2 separate regions of the Sus scrofa genome follow, and region 2 is linked to region 1. Evidence: chromatin contacts called from public HiChIP or PLAC-seq data. All regions are on one chromosome and are shown on one strand. Each heading gives the region's core, a stretch centred on a gene start, on an enhancer-like site or on the middle of the called end of the contact. The rest is flanking DNA. Distances are from core to core; before and after follow the strand shown. Region 1 holds the start of LOC100524254 (NADH-cytochrome b5 reductase 3-like). Region 2 holds the start of NFAM1 (NFAT activation molecule 1).

Region 1 (4,039 bases), core at 1,018-3,517:
GCCCGCCAGCTGTCCAGCTGGGATCTGAGTGTCTGCCTGTCTCATGGACCCCTTCTCAGGAAGCAGGAGGAAGTGGGAGGGAGCAGAGGAAGTTCTGCAGCGAGGGGCTCCTGGCTCAGAACTGCCGGGGGAAGGGACCGCAGGAGGAGGGGCAGGTGGACAGCAGAGCCGCCCTCCAAGGGGAGACACAGCCTTGCTTCCCAGGGGCTGAGGGCCCGGGGCCATGGACGAGGCACAGAGCTGCCGGGGGAGTGGGCGAGCCTTGGACTCTACCTTGGTGGCAGCCAGTCAGGGTCCACTGAACGCGGCTGTGCTGGGGACAGGGGAGCCAGAGTGGAGGAAGGCAGGTTAAGCCTCCAACGTGCCCTCAGGTGGCCGGCAGACTCAGGGGCCAACCCCTGAGCACTCTCCCTTCCGCGTGTGGGAGGAGGCCTCTTTCACAGCCTGCATGTCTCAGATAAGATGCCCAGGGCCTCCCACAGACCCCAGGAGGCAGGGCTGGGGTCTGCTGTGGGCATTTCGGGCCAAGCAGGGATCCCAGCAGGACCTCCAAGGAAGGGCGACTGCACCCACCCCTTGGACAGAAGAGGCTCAGGAGCTGGTGAAGGTCTTCTGATGCCCAGACAGGGAGGGCTCTGCCCTTGCAGAGGGGCTGCAAGGAGTGCTTGGCTACTCGGCAAAAACATCAAGCAGCCACATCCCGAGGACGCAGAGACAAATCCAACCAACCCAACTGGAAGGTGAGAAGCAGTGTGGGAAAACAGCAGGGGTGGGGGTCTGGATGGAGTCAGGAGGCCGAGCAGTGAAGGGGGAAGCGGTCTCTGGGAAACACAGTCAGGACGCTATATGGAGCAGGGGTGACGTCTGCCGGAATGCCCTGGGCAAGGCCGCTCCTTGGTCTAAACATCCTCCCCGAGGCCTGGGCAGGGCCACATGCTCAGGAGCAAACACCCAGGCCATGAGGCCTTCTGTCTAGTCCCAGAGGGGGACCTCACAGTCAGAGGGAGGAAGCAGGCCCCAGCCAAGTCCCAGGGCCCTGGGTGGAGGCGGAGGAGGCAACCAGGTCAGAGGCTCTGGGCCTAACCTTCCCAGGGGCAGCCCTCCCCACGGGCCCAGCCAGCACCAGGGGACCAGAGTTGGGGGTGGGGTGTTGGGCTGCCCTCTGGCCATAGCCTCAATGTGGAACACAAGCCCTTGGTCACCACTGTGGCTTCTGAGACATCTGCAAGGAGGTGTCCCTGGGGGAGAGATGGGTAGCCCTGGGCCAAACCAAAGTGACAGCATGACAGTGGACTTTGCAGCCTTGCAAGTTCGGGCCCTGCCAGCCGGGCAGGTGGCCACCTCTGAGTGGCATTTCTTCATCTGTAGAACTGGGCCAGCAGCACAGACCCCAGGTTTGCTGTGTTGAGAGCCAGAGCCTAGCTGCAGCGCACCAAGAGGGCTCGGTGGTGGTGGATGCCAATCAAAACTGTGCACGCCGGCAATGTCTCACACTCACACACACAACACACACACACTCCACATGCACACACTCACAGAGAGTCACACGTTCACACTCCTGCACACCTGCTCACTTATTCACTCACACACGTTCACTCTCAGTCTCTCACCCCCACACCCACTCCTGCACACGCACACGACACACCCACACACCTGGTCACACGCTCTCACACACATACGCACTAGTTCAGTCACACTTCACACGTGTTCAGTCACACTCAAACTAGCTCACACGCAGGGTCGCCAATCGCGTTCATTCGGCTCTAGCTCACCACTCGCGCGCGCACATCCGCACCCCTCCGCTTAACGCTCGGGCCGGGCCGGGCCGGGCAGAGGGCGAGACGGAGGGCGGGGCGCCCCGAATGTTCGGCCGCCCGCCTCCGGGTGACGCCCCTCTGCCGGCAGGCCGGGCCCGGGGGTTGGGGGGACACAGGCCCAGGCGTGAGTCACCGCCCCTTGGTGTCCGCCGGGCGCGGCGGGCTGGGGCGGGGTGGGATTCTGCGCCCGAGCCGCCCCCTGCCCCTGGCGCCGGGTGGCAGTCGGCGCTGCCGGCGGAGGAGGCCTCGGCGCCCGCCGGTCCGCAGCGACGCCCCGGGCCCTCGCCCCGCCACGGCCGGCGCCTCCTCCCCGCCTACCGTGCTCAGCTGGGCCCCCATGGTGGTGCCGCTCTGCGCTCGCTCTGCCGCCGCCGCCGCCGCCGCCGAGACCGCCTGCCTGCCGCGCCCCGGACCCGCCCCCTGGTCGCGTCATCCTCGGAGGAGGGGCGGGCCCGAGAGCGGCCCAATCGGGGTTCGGGGGGCGGGAGGCCGAGCTCGAGGCCCCGCCCCGCCCGCTTCCGTCCGCGGGGAAAGTGGAGAGACGTGGGGGAATCCCGCGGTATTTGGACCCGGGCGCGCGTTGAGTGGAGGAGGGGCCGCTGCAGTCGCCCCCGGAGCCCCCGGCGGGGCTCCGGACCGCAGTGTGGCCTGGGGTGGGCCACGTTTGCCATCCCAAAGGGGATAGATGGCGCCCCCCCATTGATGGCGCCCCCCCCATTGATGGGATCCAAAATACAATCCGGAAACTCCGTCGCGCTCGGATCTCAGGTCTCTGATCTCAGGTCTCTGAGCACGTTGAGAAGACCCACAGGCCTTCTTGTTCCCCAAAGCGCTCAGCTCGGTCCCACCTCCAGGCCTTTCCCCTGGAACGCTGTCCCAGCCGCCTCAGGCTCAGCACTGGCTTATTGCTGGGGCTTTAGGACAAAGGATTCCTCCTCAGCAAGGCCTGACCCCTTCTCCAGGCAGCCCCTAGGACCTCGCAGTAGCTGAGGTCATCCTGTTTATTTCCTCAGGGAGGGTCTGCCCATCCCAGTGGACTGCGGGCTCCCTGAGGGCAGGACTCTGCGTCGAAGTCCCCTGCCTGCCTAGAGCCTAGCGTACAGTGGGTGCTCAATAAATACTTGTTGAATGAGTGAATTCCACAGTGAGCACCTGCTCTGGGTAGGTCCATGCTGGCCCCAGGGGGCTCTCTGCTTTTCTGGAATGGTCTTGGACCCAAATGTGAGCTCCTGGTACTTTGACCAGCAGCCTGCAGCAGGCAGTGTGTTCCTGCAGTGTGCTGCTGACCAGGTAGAGAACAACTGGGACTTCCAGGCACAACGAACTGAGCAGAGCCTGGAAGTAGGAATGAAGTGGACAGATGCAGGGTCAGCAAGGCCAGAGGGAGTTGGAGGGACAGTGGTGTGATGTGAGGTCAAGGTATGGGGACCCAGGTGGAGGGAACTGGGAATGGGGGGGCGGAGTGTGAGGAGCCCTGGAGGATTGGGGGGGGGCAGGAACCAGATGGGGTTTTTTGTTTTTGTTTTTAGCATGTGGAAGTTCAGGGCCAGGAATTGAACCCGTGCCACAGAAGTGATCTGAACCACAGCAGTGACAACACCAGATCCTTAACCCATTGCACTCCAAGGGAATTCTGACCAACTGGGGGTTTATTTTTTGGCTGCCCCACAGCATATGGAGTTCCCAGGGCCAGGGCTCAGATCCCGCTGCTCTGCAGCAATGCCAGATCCTTTCCCTTTAACCCACTGTGCTGCGCTAGGGATCCAACCCACATCCTGGTGTTGCAGAGATGCCTCCGGTCTGTGGCGCCACAGCAGGAACTCCTGACCAGCTGGTTTTAAAAGGGAAAACTAGGCAGAGCACACGGAGGGAAGGAGGGAGAGGGATCTGTTAGCACAGCACGGGAGGGTCAATGTCACAGCAGATCAGTTAGGCCTTATTTCAGTTTTAATAATCACAATTTTAATATGACAAAGGAAGTAATCAAATTGGAAAGTTTGGCGGCATATGCAGCCAGTAAGTTTCAATAGCTGGGTGCTTGCTAGGGCACCCATGGCACAGGTGACTTTTCCAGAGACACCTTCCACGGAGGCCAGGGGAGCAGCACATCACCCCAAACCTCTGCATTTTCCCTCTTCACTTTTTTTTTTTTTTGGTCTTTTCTGGGGCTGCACCCGCAGCATATGGAGGTTCCCAGGCTAGGGGTCTAATCAGAGCTGCAG
Region 2 (4,160 bases), core at 1,590-4,089, 150 kb before region 1:
TCAGGTCTTGGCTCCCCAAGGGTGTATTTTTCTGTGAAGAGAATTATTTACAAAGAAAGGCGAGAGGACCCCCGGAGCCCACTGCCAAGGGTCCTGGCTCGGAGCTGAATCTGACCTCCCCTCACCCTCTAGGCTCGGGCGAGCTACCTGGCCTCCCGACCTCAGTTTCCTGTTCTTAAATGATGCCAGTGGGACGGCACCCAAGGGGGCCTGAGGACGGGGGCCTGAGGACGGGAGAAGCTAAGGCATAGTAATAAGAATAGCTGTTATTATTTAGGGTATAAACGAGAGACAGACGATGCGGCAGAAGGGTGGGGCGCAGCTCCCCAAAGGCTCATAAAAGTCAAAGGATTGGGAAGAAAAGCACCCAGCCTGCACAGCTGGGTCAGGGCACCCTGGCACTCCAAGAGGGTCAGCCCTGCCCAGGTGAGACAGACTGAGCCTCAGGGATCCTGGGGTACTCAGCCCTGTCCAGGGACACTCCTGGGGGGGGTTCCCTGGCCCGGATGAACTTGCCCCCAAGCCACCTATCCCCAGGGCCAGTCTGAGGGGACCTGGAGCCAGGAAAGAGGCCTCTAGCTGTATTTCAGGAAGTGGGAGGTGCCATCCTTTTTGGCAACTGTGTCAATTCTGTGCCTCAGGCTCTGAGCTCCTGTGACCAGCAGCTGGCCTCGCCCCTCCCTGGCTAACACGGGCCAGGCACTGCGTGGCGGGCTCAATGCGGGGGCTCCACTGTGAGATCCTCGGGGACAAGCTGTCCCTTCCCAGGGATCCTGCACCCAACCTGAGGCCCCCTGGCCGCAGCAATGCCCACCCACCTCGTTCTAGGGCCAGGAGGTCCGGCTGTACACAGAGGGGCTGTTCCAGCAGCGAGGAGGCAGCGCTGCCCCTGCCTCTTCAAAAGCCACCTTGGCAAGGCATTAGCTAAACATCGCCTGGTCCCTGAAGGCGTCGCCTGTGAAGTCTGCAATGTTCAAAAGCAACCAGCAAATCCCCCGAGACAGGTCCGGGAATTAGCCGCCCGGAGGATGAAAGCGGCTCTGATGTGCGCGGCCAGAGAGCACGTGGGAAGAAGGAAGACGGTGTACCTGTGAGCTTCAGGTCCAGGGGAGCAGGAACAAGCCCAGGAGCCAGGGGGCCGAGAGGGGGCCCGGCGGCGCCCACCGCCCCGGAGGCCAGCTCTCCATCGGGCCCTTCACGCCAGCGTTCCTCCTTCCTCTTTAGCTCACAGGAGGGGACAGCTTCCAGGCAGCCACAGTTCCCCTTCACGTCCCCACCAAGCTCCTCCCTGGCCAGCCCTCTGCTTCCTCGAGGCCTCAGTGGGCCACCTTGTCCTTTCAATAACCCCAGAGTTTCCGCTCAAGCAGTGGGAACAGCCCCAAGCTTGGGGCCAGCAGGAAGGTCTCCCCAGCCCTCTTCCCTGGGCTATCGGCTTCTCCCTTCCTTACCCCCGTGCCAGCTGGTGGCCTGTTCAGAAGACACTGGTGACAGAGAGGGCACAGGATTTCCACGGGTAACCCCAGGGCTGGCGTAGCTGCGCACCTCTGAAACTCTTAAAAAAAAACCAGCCCCATTCACACAAACTTCCCCCGGAAAATAGTCTGGGAGCCCCTTAATTAACGTGCCCCTCGAAGAGCAGACTTTGCGGTTGGGAGGGGCAGGTGTGTGACGGAGAGGAGGGCCAGGCAGTTCGGGTGAGGGCAGGAGCCAGCTGCCCTTCATTAGCCCAGTGACGGCCGCAGTGGGTCCCCTGGGGAACGCCTCCCCCTCCAGCCCCCCCTCAAATGTCTCTCTTCCCTGCAGCTTCCCTAAACTTGAGCCCACCCCTCCCCCACCAGGAGACACATGAATTGCTTCCCCATCTGGCCCAACCAAAGCCCCTGTCCTCACTTCCATGGGCGCCAACTCAGGGCCAGCAATTATTTGCCACCTGGGGCCCTTTCCCCAGCAGACCGGGAGCTGCGCAGCCCTGGCATTGGAGCTCAGCACTGGGCAGAGCTGGATGCGGCTGGGGACAGATGTCTGCCCACGTGTTCGGAGCGGCAGAGGGAAGGGGTGGTGAGGAGCCAGCCAGCACCCTGGGGAAGCTGGGGTGAACCGAAGGTGCTGGGTTTCAGCACAAGCTGACACTGCCCCTCTTTTCTTCACGAGTGCCCGTCAATCCTCAAGATAAAGGTTATTATCCCAGAGTTCCCATCGTGGCTCAGCTGGTAAAGAACCCGACTAATATCCACGAGGATGCGGGTTCAACCCCTGGCCTCGCCCAGGGGCTTAAGGATCTGTGTTGCCGTGAGTTGTGGTGTAGGTCGCAGATGCAGCTCAGATCCTGTGTGGCTGTGGCTGTGATTGTGGTGTAGGCTGGCAGCTGCAGCTGTAATTTGACCCCTGGCCTGGGCACTTCCATATGCCGTGGGTGCAGCCCTGAAAAAAAAGAAAAAAAAAAAAAGGTTATTATCCCACTATGATAAACGATGCCCCCAAGAGGCAAAGAAACTTGCCCAAGATCAGGGCAGGTGCATGGGGCTGGCATTTAGTGGCCAGCTGTGCGAATCCGGAGCCTCTCTCCCACCCTGGCCGCGGCGTCTAGCGACGGCAGGACGGAGTCCAGTTTCCACCCTTGGTCTGAATGCTTTTCCCTCGGCTGCTTTGCACATGAACAATGAAAGCCAGGAGACGTTTGCCACCAACTCCAGGAGTGTCTGGGGACGGCAAGCGGGAGCGGGGCCCGCCAACCCGGGGAGGAAGGAAGACGAGTGCACACCAGACGTTTCCTACTGGCTGGGGGGCGGGCGGCAGGGACCCCGGCGGTATTGACTGTTGATCCATCACCGTGATACATGATCGCGTATGTCACAGTGAGACACAGATAATCTGCTTCACGCTGTTTCCAAGCTCCTGGGGGGCGCAGGTTGTCTAAGCACCTCGATGCCATGGTGATAGACGTCTCGTTAATGCCTCCAGGCTCAGAGAGAGCCTCACAAAGGCATCGGTCTGTGCCTCCAGGAGTCTCTTTACGACTTGGCATCGGGAGGCAGCTGAGTGCCAGGCTGCCTTGGAACATGAACCTGGGCTTTGCCTCCGCCGCCCACTCCGGGGCTCTTCTGCCTCCCCCATGCCTCCACAAAGCCCCCTGCCCCCTCACGGTGCAACCCACGCTCTGAATCTGCACCATGGAGCCCCGGGAACTTTGCCACTTCTGAGCCTGGGTCCAACCCACCCACGGCCTCTTGCCTGCCTGGGGCCTCCCATTTGTCTTCTTTCGTCTGATCCCCCTGAGCCGAGCACAGGGCCAGCACCTAGTACATGCTGCATAGACACTGGTGCACGAATGACAGGTGAATGGGCACAAGACGAGGATAAAATGCCTTCCTCCCAGGCTTGCCGTGTAGGTGGGCGCCCAGCATTGAACCTGGCACCTAGGAGGCTCCCATCAGGCTTCCATTGGTGGGAGGCAGCGGCTAGACTCCAGGGTGGGGTGTGAGGAGGCCACACCCTCCTCAGGCAGGACTTGGAAAGCAGTGGCTGGGGGTCTCGGGTCATTACTGAGTTTCCTGGATGCTCTGAAGCTGTGCAGCCTCCTGGGCGGATGCAGACCTGGACCTCGGGTGGGGAGCCAGCGGGCCGCGGCTGCGCCGTCAGGGCCTCAGGAACCGGGTGATGGGAAGGAAACCGCAGCACATTCGGAAACCTCATGTTCTTCAAAACTCTCCACTGAAGTGGCTGCCTAGCAGCGAACTTCCCAGACTCGGATCCAGGGGATTTTCCTCCCCCCTGCCCTTGGCAGGGGCTGCAAATAAGTGAGCAAGAGGAAGAACAGAGGACATGAGGCTCTGATGGCATCTCCAGTTGGCAGCCGGGGGTTTTGCAGCCTTTGGGCCAGGCCTCCACAGCTGAGTCTTCAGGCAAGGCCCTAGGACCATGCCTTTCAGCTCTTGCTCTTGTCCATTCATCTGTCCATCCATCCACCCATCCATCCATCCATCCACCTACCCATTCATCCATCCATCCCTTTGCATTTTGTTGAGCACACATTCTTCACCAGGCACTGGCCTCAGCAGAAGGATGCAGAAGTGAAGGACCCCAGCTTCTAGGAGCCCCAGTCAGCTGGGAAAGCAATAATCAGCATGGTTACACTATCGCAAGGCAGTTCAGAGTAGTTA

The links. HiChIP or PLAC-seq counts read pairs in DNA pulled down with a chosen protein or histone mark.
Region 2: an H3K27ac HiChIP or PLAC-seq map of alveolar macrophages shows a contact between it and region 1. The contact joins the promoter of NFAM1 here to the promoter of LOC100524254 in region 1. A contact is called at or near these places in 1 of 47 Hi-C or Micro-C datasets (embryonic fibroblasts) and 1 of 2 datasets of contacts at active chromatin or transcription factors (alveolar macrophages).

The regions. Positions count from the first base shown.
Region 1 is chr5:6,144,458-6,148,496 of Sscrofa11.1, reverse strand. It overlaps LOC100524254 (NADH-cytochrome b5 reductase 3-like), which reads right to left and starts at 2,267. Exons shown (of 10, transcript XM_003125982.4): 1 at 2,136-2,267. The coding sequence starts at 2,156.
Region 2 is chr5:6,295,600-6,299,759 of Sscrofa11.1, reverse strand. NFAM1 (NFAT activation molecule 1) reads right to left here and starts at 2,839. Exons shown (of 8, transcript XM_021093097.1): 1 at 2,830-2,839; 2 at 1,449-1,481; 3 at 1,089-1,361. The coding sequence starts at 2,839.